2 separate regions of the Rattus norvegicus genome follow, and region 1 is linked to region 2. A link is a contact called in public Hi-C data. All regions are on one chromosome and are shown on one strand. Each heading gives the region's core, a stretch centred on a gene start, on an enhancer-like site or on the middle of the called end of the contact. The rest is flanking DNA. Distances are from core to core; before and after follow the strand shown.

Region 1 (5,844 bases), core at 1,675-4,174, 200 kb after region 2:
GAGAGACACCCTGTCTCAACAAGGTGCAGAGACAACTGGCTCCCGAAAGTTGCCCTCTGACCTCCACAGGTGCGCCATGCAAACAGGCGCACGCACAGTAATGATTTAAATAAGATCCAAAGCGCCACGTCTTTTCTCATCAATCCTTTGACGTCAGCACTATCATCACCCGCATTTTACCAAAGGCTGAGACAGGCTAGAGTACAAGGTTGGGTACACCCTCCAAGCCGTATCTTACTTAGATCTTTTTGGGCACTGAATTCAAGAACGTGTATTTTAAAATGTTTTCCATGTGCATCCTATTGAATGTTAATCAGGGTGAGGACTCACACGCTGAACAATACACAGGTTCTCCTTAATTCACCAGAGGTCTGCTCTGTCATTGCACACCGAACTCGTGCCTTCTGCGCACCTGCTCCTAGTGTGACTCACACGCCTCTAGCCACAGTATTTTTTATCAAGAGATTAGTAAATAACTAATTCTGCCTGTCCTTCTATTTAAAGACACTGCTAATGTATAAGTCTGACTCATTAGTATTGAGACCCCATAACTCAGGCTCAAGACAAGTTTATCCAACCAGATTTCCTCCATAAGGCACATCCGTCTTCTTGAGTTCACAGAAACACTAGACAGCATTTCAGGACCACACAAAGTGCCACATTCCCAACACAAACACAGTAAATGTTTGAAATACCGCTCTAAACTACCAAAAGGGCAGTTTACAATAGAAGCTTGTTCTACCTCAGCTGGGGACCCTTGTGTGAGCCTTGCTCTACCCACCTCCCTGAATGACCTTGAATGACTCTGAGGTCACAGATACATTTTAATCAGTGTAAGAATGAGCAAGGGCTGAGGGGCTGAGCAGATAGCGCAGTGGGTGTCCCATCTGCTGTACCTCATGTTTATGAGGACCTGAGCTTGGATGTCCAGAACTCACACAAAGATCATCATGATAGTGGGTACCAGCGTCTGTAATCCCCACGCTCCTACTGTGAGATGGGGCAGAGGCAGGAGAATCTCCAGAAGTTTGCATGCCAATTAGCCTGGCATACACAGGTGGTGACAGGAAAGAGACCCTGTTTCAAACAAGATAAGGCAAGGGCTAGCCTGAGGCTGTCCTGCCTGTCACATACATCCAGTGTCATACACCTGCACTCACACATGAACATGCATACACAAACGTGTATAGACAATGTATAGATTGGAAGCTGAACCTCCAGTATCTATGAAAGATAAACAGGCGGGCGATACAGTGCCTATCTAAACTCTAGCACTGAGAAAAATGAGGCGGAAGTACGAGAGTTCCAGGACAGCCTGAGGGGCACTGCCAGACTCTCTTAAACATGGTTTGGCAGGTGAGGATGCTTGCTTTATCCCTGGGACCCATATGGTAGGAGAGAACTGACTCAGACAAACTGTATACACACACACACACACACACACACACACACACACACACACACACACGCACACACGCACACCAGGCATACTGAAATGTAAATGAACAAGAAAAATAAAAAGACGGGAAGAGGGGGAGAAAAAATAGAAGTCTGCAAATATGGGTTCTGTGAGTCACGAAGACTGCAGCTCATTCCTGCCAAGAGTTTGTAACTTGGTTAATACTACATTATTGAGGCTGGAGAGATGGCTCAGAGGTTATGAGCACTGACTGCCCTTCCGGAGGTCCTGAGTTCAATTCCTAGCAACCACATGGTGGCTCACAACCATCTGTAATGGGATCTGATGCCCTTTTCTGGTGTGTCTGAAGACAGCAGCACTGAAATTAAATCTTTTTTAAAAGAAAAGGAAGTACCATACCGCACTGTTTAGGGTTTAGGATTCGCTCTCCCAGGTCTAGGATTCTGTGTAGAATTCACTACCTCACCACCTCTGGGCTATTACACATCTGCAAAATCTGTAAACGGCTGACATACCACTGTCAAACCCTGTTTGTAGGCATGCAAATACTATTCTATAGAGGCCCAAGTGAGACTTCTTAGCAAGGAATATTCAAATTCCTTTCAACCTCTTAATGTGTGAGTCACACTGTAATCTGTGCAGGCGGGAATGTATGCAGGCGCTCCCCTGACAGAGGCATGGAGAAGACCAGGTAGCTTAACAGCCAATGTTTTTCTCCATTGCTCTCCCTTTGTTTACTTACTTGTTGCTTTTTTTTTTTTTTTATTGTTCTGCAAAACAGCTGCTCTTCCAAGACTGGCTGGCCAGTGACCCCATGAGAATGTCTCCTTCATTCTCACACCCCTCGATCTAGGTTTTCATTTAAGAGCTGGGGTGCATCCTCATGCCTGAGCGGCACATTTTAGCAATCTAACTGGAAACTGATTGTTTCCAGTCCCATAACTAAATGTGACAGGGTCTCTCTCACTAATCTTAACTGTCTTTAAACTCGAGGTCATCCTCCCCAGCGCGTTCGCCATCCTACCCAAAAGTTCAGATCTTTGTCTTAAAGAGCATGTTGGAGAGTCACCATGCCACCTTTCAGTCACATCGGGTGGCGGTCCTTCCCAGGCGCCCTCACCTGTGTGCTGCGACAGCCAGCCCTTTCGGTGTGCGATGTAGTGCGGGGCGTGCGCCTCCTCGTAGCTCACCGGCTTGTCCCCTTTGGCCACGCGGACTCTGGCCGCCCGGTTCTAGGAACGAAGGTGCAGTCACGGGGCAGCCGAGCCCAGCCGCCCTGGCAGCCCCCAGACCCGCCCGCTGCACTCACCTTGGCGCAGACCGCGGAGGTGTGCAGGGCGCGCCAGGCGCAAGGCAGCTCCGGGCTGCAGGCCAGCACCTGCGGAGAGACGGGGAGTGAGCGGACGCCGGGCGGCGCTCCAGCCCGCCCGCCCGCAGTCCACTCGCCCGCAGCTCACTCACCCGCAGCCCCAGCCCGCGGACGGACGCAGACGACGCCATCTTGGGCCAGCGCAACGCGGGATGCGTCAGTACGCAGCCGCAGGAAGGAGGCGCCGCAGAGCCGGAACTAACGGGAACCGGCGGGGAGCGGAGCGGGGCGTGGCGTAAGAGAGGGCGTGGCTTGCCGGTGGCCGAGGGACGTGGGTCTCTGACTACACCTCCAACTGTTCCAATTAGTAGATAAGGGAACTAACTTATAAAGACGTGACCTTTTCAAAATCCGTTGTCCTTTGCAAATGTAAAGTCTTTTAATTTTTCTCAAGTAATCCTTTTAAGCTGTTTTTTTAAATTTCTCATAAAGTATGATAATTTTATAGTTTGTCAAATTACATAAATCTGCTCTACCGTGGAGAGAGATAAAGTATGCAGCATCTTAACTATCCAGGTCCAAACTTGAACCTACTTCCTACCTGTGTAATGTAAGCAGTGACAACCTCCCTGTGTCCAGACTCCTTCGTCAGTAAAATTGGGACAGTCATGTCTACTTTGGGACTGAGGATGTAGCTTGGTGGTAGGGCACAGGAGTAAGGCTTTGGGCTCCATCCATGAAAACTCACACCATATTACCACAGAGAAGTTATATGCCTTCTGTGTTTGTTTGGCTGCTTGGTGGGGTCTTACTGTTTCTTTTGCTTGTTTTTGTTTTATGGGTCCTCAGAAGCAGAGAGAAGAGGAAGACAAGATACTCGAGCTACTCTTGAACCTCATAAAGGTGAAGTGACAGGGTCATACACTCTCCTCAGGCAGTAGAGGATGGCTACATGAGCAAGCATGAAGACTGTGCTTGGAGTCTGTTTCCCATCCGAGCATCAGGCATTAGCACGATCAAATGTATTCTATTCGAGCCAAGATGCTGGGGGTGGGGGGTGTCTTCCTTAGTCACCCCTCACCATATTTACTTAAGCACGGTCTCTCAGAAACTCTACAGAGCTCACCAATTAAGCTAGCTGGCTAGTTTGCTGCAGGGGTCTTGTCTTCCTCTTTTATGTACTTTTTTCATGCTGTACAGCTCTGCCTGGCCTGGCATGTGCTATAAAAACTATCTGCTTCTGCCTCCCAAGTGCTGAGATTAAAGGCATACATCACCAAGCCAGGCCCATCTCCCTCCCTTAAGCAATGGGATTACAGGTCTTTATGTGCATATTAGGCCTCCTGATTCTGATCCTTACACTCAGCCAAAACACTACCCATGGAGCCATTTCCCCAACCTAACCAGTGGGAATTTCATTTTTAACATTTTGGGGTGTGTGTGTGTGTCCGTGATTATATGCCAGGTATGTAAGATACCCTGGCACTAGGGAGTCGTAAGCTGCCTGGTATGGATGCTACACTGCAAGTCCTCTGAAGAGCAAGGTGCTCTTAACCAGAGCCATTTCCCCAGCTCCGGGTGGAACCTGTGAAAGGGAGACATGCTTCCTCCAGCGTGCACGTTTTAACACACTGCTCCGTCGTGCCAAGGTGGTATTTCCACTACCTCACCCCATCACAGAAGAGACAGCAGAGGCTCTGGATTCAGGGGAGCCGGGCTCGAGCCTCGTTCAGAGCATGAGCTATTCTATTTCTGGGGTTCCTGCCCCACTTTTGATAGGCTGAAGGCTCAGAACCCTGTTAGAATGAGGGAGGGGCCCCAGCGTCTGTGGCTAGGTGACAACAAGGTACAGAGCAGCTTTGGCCAGCAGCCCTCCAGGCCCAACGCCAAGTCTGGGGTATACATAGCTTTCTCAGGTGACGTGTGACAGCCAGTAGCCTATGCTCTCAGAAGCAGGTACATGTGTTTTCTGAAATCCCCTCAGATGATTACAGTTTGCAGTAGAGGGTGTGTGTGTGCGTGTGTGTGTGTGTGTGTGTGTGTGTGTGTGAACTTATGTATGCACACTCTATTTGTGCCTTGTACTGGGTGGGAGGGCAGAAGAAGACACGAATGATGAACAACCACATGAGGGCTGAGACAGAACCCAGGTCCTCTGCAGCAGTCGTGTGCTCCTAACCACTGAGCTATCTCTCCAGCCCATTAACTACTCTTAACTCACGTTGGGAAGCCGCCGTAAACCTCTGTCCGCAGACCTTCCTGGGGGGGAAAGACTAGCAATTTCCCAGGCCTGCTGACCCTTGGTCCACCAGGTAGAGGAAGGCCCTAGTTTCTAGATGTCTTAAAAATGATCCATCTGTAAAGTTCAAGAAGGAAGACCAAAGTGTGGATGCTTCAGTCCTTCTTAGAAGGGGAACCAAAACACTCACAGGAGGAAATATGGAGACAACGTGTGGAGCAGAGACTGAAGGGAAGGCCATCTGGAGCCTGCCCTACCTGGGGATCCATCCCATATACAGCCACCAAACCCAGACAATATTGCAGATGCCAAGAAGTGCATGCTGACAGGAGCCTGATATAGCTTTCTCCTGGGAGGCTGTGCCAGAGTCTGACAAATACAGAGGCAGATGTGCACAGCCAACCATTTAACAGGGTCCCCAATGGAGGAGTTAAGAGAAAGGACTAGGGGGTTGGGGATTTAGCTCAGTGGTAGAGCGCTTGCCTAGGAAGCGCAAGGCCCTGGGTTCGGTCCCCAGCTCAGGGGGGGGGGGTTGGGGGGGGGGACTAAGGAGCTGAAAGAATTTGCAACCCCATAGGAACAACAATACCAATCAACCAGAACTCCCCCACCACCCAGAGCTCCCAGGGACTAAACTACCATCCAAAGCATACACATGGATGGACCCATGATTCCAGCCACATATGTGGCAGAGAATGGCCTTGTCAGTCATTGATGGGAGGAAAGGCCTTTGGTTTTGTTAAGACTCAATGCCCCAATGTAGGGGAATGTGAGGGCAGGGAGGCAGGAGTGAGTGGATGGGTGGGGGAGCACCTTCATGGAAGCAGGGGTAGGAGGGATGAGATAGCGGGTTTCTGGAGGGGAACCCAGAAAGGA
Region 2 (5,043 bases), core at 598-3,097:
ACACCCGGTCCAACTTGAGACCCATCCCGTGTGAGAGAGCCAACCCCTGACACTATTAATGACACTCGGTTGTGCTTGCAGACAGGAACCTAGCATAACTGTCTCCTGAGAGGCTTCATCCAGCAGCTGATGGGTCAAGGACACCACAAGACCCACAGAGTCAACTAACCTGGGACCATGGTGGCTCACAGAGGTCACTAACAAGGGAACCTGCAGGAGCTGGACCTGGACCTCTACACATTTGTAGCAAATGTGAAGCTCGGTCTTCACTTGGGTCTCCTAACAAGTGGACTCATCTCGGTCTCTGTTCCCTGCCATTGGATCCCATTCAACCTCCCTGGACTGCCTGGTTGGGCCTCAGTGGGAGAGGATGTGCTTAGTCCTGCTGAGACTAGATGTCCCAGGGTGGGGTGGTACCCAAGGGGGCTCCCCTTCTCTAAGAAGAAGGGGGAAGGCAATGGGGGTGGAAGATTTGTAAGGGTAGGACGGGGAAGAGGGGGGGCTGTGATTGGGATATAAAGTGACTAAAAAATAGATTGTTGGAAAAAAGAGGGGTTTGGGGATTTGGCTCAGTGGTAGAGCGCTTGCCTAGCAAGCACAAGGCCCTGGGTTTGGTCCTCAGCTGAAAAAAAAAAAAAGGAAAAAAGAAAAGAAAAAAAAATAGAAAAAATAGTAATGTAGGGGCTGGACACATGGGTGTGTGGGTAAGAAATGCACAGCACCCAGGAGAAAGGTTTGGCAAGGCTGAGCCTGCTGTAATCCCAGTGGTGGAAAGCGAACGGGCAGACCACCCTGGAAGTTTAATGGCCAGCATAGCCCAGCGGTAAGCTTCAAACGCACTGTCTCTAGAGAATAGGGCTGAGAGCAACTGAATCACACCATCCCCTGAAACCTATTTCCACCCCCCCAACCCCATTCCCCAGTGAAAGAAATACTAATGGCCGGAGGCATAGCTCAGTGGTATCTCTAGTTCCACAGATAAAGTGGGCTGACGGAATAGTGGAGTCGAGTGGTAGAACAATAGGTTCTGGGGTCAGGCTCCAGCGCAGCAAAACAAAGACAACTGTGATAAAAGCTCACACCACAAGAGTTTAGAAATGTGAAGAAAAACAAAACCAAATGTATTCTCCCTGTGCAAACTTTATTTATTAATCCCTCACTACATGCTAAACAGGGTTCTGGTGTTTTCTTTTAAAGTTATTAATTAATTAATCAATCGATTAATTTATGAAATAGGGATTGATCTATTGCTTCAGCTGGCCTAGACCTCTCTATGTAGCCCAGGCTGGCTTCAAACTGCCTATAAAGTGCTGAGATTACAGGCGAGCACCACCCTACTACATTTCGTTTTGCAATAATCTCATTTCCTAAACACTCATTTTGTGAAATTCCCCAGGTCTGTGTGTATGTGTTCGCTAACTCTAAACCGGATATGCCACCAGTTTGATTTTCGGCTGTACTAGGGACCGATGTGGCGCCGGACATTATAACGTGGTCGGGCTATGGTAACGATCTGTGAGACTCGGTTTGGAAATCTGGCCTGAGAGGAAAGCCTGGCATTCCGGGTAAAAGTCTCAGCTGTGTGGGGACGCGTCTGCCGAGGACCCTGGACCCTGGACTTCAGCAACCGGCTGTCTCTACCGTCCACCCACCCTAAGGCCCAGCTCGCACGGCGAACAGCTGGGCAGCCACGCTGGACACTCACCCCGCCCGCGTTGAGCCCGCCCCCGGGCCTGCAGGACCAATAAACGATGAATACAGCCGCGCGTCACGCAGCACAGGCCAATCGCAGACGGCCACGACCCTAGAAAGGCTGGGCGCGGCAGGCGGCCACGGGGCGGTGGCGGCGCTGGCGTAGACGTTTCCTGGCTATGGTGGTGGTGGCAGCGGCGCCGAGCGCGGCCTCGGCGGCCCCCAAAGTGCTACTCCTATCTGGTCAGCCCGCCTCCGGCGGCCGAGCGCTGCCGCTCATGGTTCCGGGCCCGCGAGCCGCAGGGTCGGAGGCGAGCGGGACACCGCAGGCTCGCAAGCGGCAGCGCCTCACGCACCTGAGCCCGGAGGAGAAAGCGCTGCGGAGGTGGGCCCGGCGGGCGGGACTGGGGCGCGGGGCTGCAGGGTCGGGACCCTCTCGTGTGTGCCAGCCGGGCGGGCTCCTCACGGTGGGTTAGATTCGCCTCGAAAGCGGGACTGAGGTGGCAGCCCCTCCAAAGTTCTGTGTCGGGGGTGTGTGCAGGAACGCCCGACACAGGTACAGAACGTGCCTGACGCCCATTCCACTGCAAAAACTTGCTCTTTGTGGCAGTAGGGCCGGAGCCGCTCCAGCTGTCATTGCAGCCACTTGGGAACTCAACCCTGGGAACCGAGTCAACAGCCTCCGGCATCCCGAGAGTTGGGCTTGGGGAGGGACAGTTGGTAGCGCCCCTGCCGCTTTCATGGATGTCGCTCAAGCAAGGAGCCTGTAGGACGGAATTGGAACCAGAAAGTAGCGGGGGAGGAGGGAAGAAGCTTATGACGCAACGGGAATGTGTCAGCCCGGTGGTAAAATGAGATCCGGGCGGACAGCCACTCGGGAGAGAATCAAGCAAGTCTTCAAGGTCTGTGGACAGAAAGCTCTGTGTGTGTGTGTGTGTGTGTGTGTGTGTGTGTGTGTGTGTGTGTGTGTGTGTGTGTGTGTGTTTTGAGAGGAGTCTTCAAGAGTGTTTACCACTGCTAAGCCTTATTCTGTAAAGCCAACGAAAGCACCAGCTGGCCACGTTTACAAATGGAAGGCACAGGAAAGCTGGAGATGACTCAGATATGTTCTTTGTCTCCCCCTCCCTCAAGGAAACTGAAAAACAGAGTAGCAGCACAGACTGCGCGAGATAGAAAGAAAGCCCGGATGAGCGAGCTGGAGCAGCAAGTGGTGGATTTGGAAGAAGAGGTAAAGGGACTTAAGGCCATGCTTTTATGCCTTGCATCTCAGGGCCCATCGTAAGCTGCTTCAGCCCTTTACACTACAACTCAAAGTGCCGTTTAAAGTTTAACCAGCCTAGCAGATAGGCGGTCATGACTCACCCTGGGCAGCTAGATTTCTATCCATAGCCTGGGCAGACGCTAGCTGGGGTGGATAGATCATTGATTGTTTAAGCTGTAGCGCCTCCTGGCTTTGCCATAGGCTCACCAAAGCTGCCCTTCCTTCTAGGTTTCGACCACTAACCAATCTTAGCAAGAACTGTTGTTCTTTTGAAAGTTTTAATCGTCACCTGGTTCTTACAGTGTGGGCCTTATCAATAGCATTTTTTTAAAAAGCCAATTGTGAGGTATAGCCCACCACCCTTACTGAATTGTCACTTAGCACAGTCTTAAGTATCCTTAGAGCATTTTCAAAGAGCTTGTTTTAGGTGATCTTTCCTGTCACACCCGCCCCTTCCCTTACATCCTTCCACCCCTGCATCCTTTCTGCTATCAGTGCCCCTTTGTGCCCCCTCCACCCCAGCATCCTTTTACCCTTTTGGGAGATGCTTTAGTTTTTACGTTTAGTTAACTTTAGCTATTTCTAGCTTTTTTAGGCATTGCCTCATTTGCACCCACTTTTTTATGCGCACGTGCGCCCTGGTTTGAGTTTGGGTCACCTCACTTAATATATTTTCCAAAGTTATACATTTTCCCTGCCAATTTTCCTTATTTATTTATTTATTTATTTATTTATTTATTTTTTTTGGTTCTTTTTTTCGGAGCTGGGGACTGAACCCAGGGCCTTGCGCTTCCTAGGTAAGCGCTCTACCACTGAGCTAAATCCCCAGCCCCAATTTTCCTTATTTTTAAACAGATGAGTACTATCCCACTGTATGGGTGCACCACACTTTCATGGTTCATTCGCCATCTGTTGATGGGCATTTAGGCTGCCCCATTTCTTTGCTACTGGATCACTACCACATATATCTACACTTGCCCGTTCAAGATGGGATGGTGAATTACTATTGTTTGTGACACCATTGATAACACTCGCTTTGTTTTTCTTCAGAGATTGGCCTTGAGGAAACTGTTCTTCTGCCTGCTTGAGCGCTCAATGGCAGTTTTTTGGGAGACAGCTTGATGTATTCCCAGGCTGGCCTCTAACTTGCTGTGCAGCCAAAGATGACCCAAAATTTCTCTTGTTGCTATGTCCCAAGAGCTGGGATTCAGGCATGAGCCACCCACCCTTGCTAGTTTTATGCAGAACTGAAGGTGGAACCCAGAGCTTCAAGCCTGGTAGGGCAAGCATTCTACCAACTCACCTATACCGTTAGCCCCCAGGGACGCAGTGACACAAGCATAGAATTTACCAGGTCAATAAGGAAACCAACTGTAGCAAAACTTCACGTTTTAATAGCCTCTTCTGCATTTTCTTACAGAACCAGAAACTCCAGCTAGAAAATCAGCTTTTACGAGAGAAAACTCATGGGCTTGTGATTGAGAACCAGGAGTTAAGGACACGCTTGGGGATGAATGCCCTGGTTACTGAAGAGGTCTCAGAGGCAGAGTCCAAGGTGAATCTTGTGATTTACCAGATTCGTGTTCTTGGCCTCCCACCAAATCTGTCCTCTTTGCCTCTTTGAGACAAGGTCTTAATGTCTAATTTTGGCTGGTCTTGAACTTGTGTCGTGTCTTCTGCTTCTGAAGTCGTGGGACTACAGGCCCCATGCTTAACTGACCAAACCTGAAATTTTCCGTTTCCTTGAACTGAACTTCTTCTTGCCTTAGTTTCCCAAGGGCTGGGATTACAGGTATGAGCAAGTGGCTTGCTTGTTGGCCTTTTTTTGGGGACAGGGTCTCATGCAGTCCAGATTGGCCTCAAACTTGCTGATAACCCTCCCATCTCCACCTTCCCAAAGTTTCCACTACAGGCAGATGCTACTTGGTTTGGTTATGTAGGTGTGTATATACACAGGGGTGTGGGTTTGTACACATCCCTGCTTACGTAGAGGTCTGAGGAAAGATGTTAGATGTTTTACCCTTTTCCTCCTTATCCCTCTGAAGCACAGTGTCTCACTGAATCTGGACCTAGGCTGGTGGCCAGTAAGC

Evidence for each region. Hi-C and Micro-C count contacts between places; a contact is called where the count stands out from the background.
Region 1: a contact with region 2 is called in a Hi-C map of Schwann cells, with 3 times the contacts expected there. The contact joins the promoter of Mrps24 here to the promoter of Xbp1 in region 2. A contact is called at or near these places in 4 of 12 Hi-C or Micro-C datasets (Schwann cells, kidney, liver and 1 more).

What each region holds. Positions count from the first base shown.
Region 1 is chr14:84,799,853-84,805,696 of GRCr8, forward strand. It overlaps Mrps24 (mitochondrial ribosomal protein S24), which reads right to left and starts at 2,925. Exons shown (of 4, transcript NM_001077659.1): 1 at 2,882-2,925; 2 at 2,730-2,798; 3 at 2,541-2,652. The coding sequence starts at 2,920.
Region 2 is chr14:84,602,776-84,607,818 of GRCr8, forward strand. Xbp1 (X-box binding protein 1) reads left to right here and starts at 1,848. Exons shown (of 6, transcript NM_001271731.1): 1 at 1,848-2,077; 2 at 2,824-2,920; 3 at 4,374-4,508. The coding sequence starts at 1,872.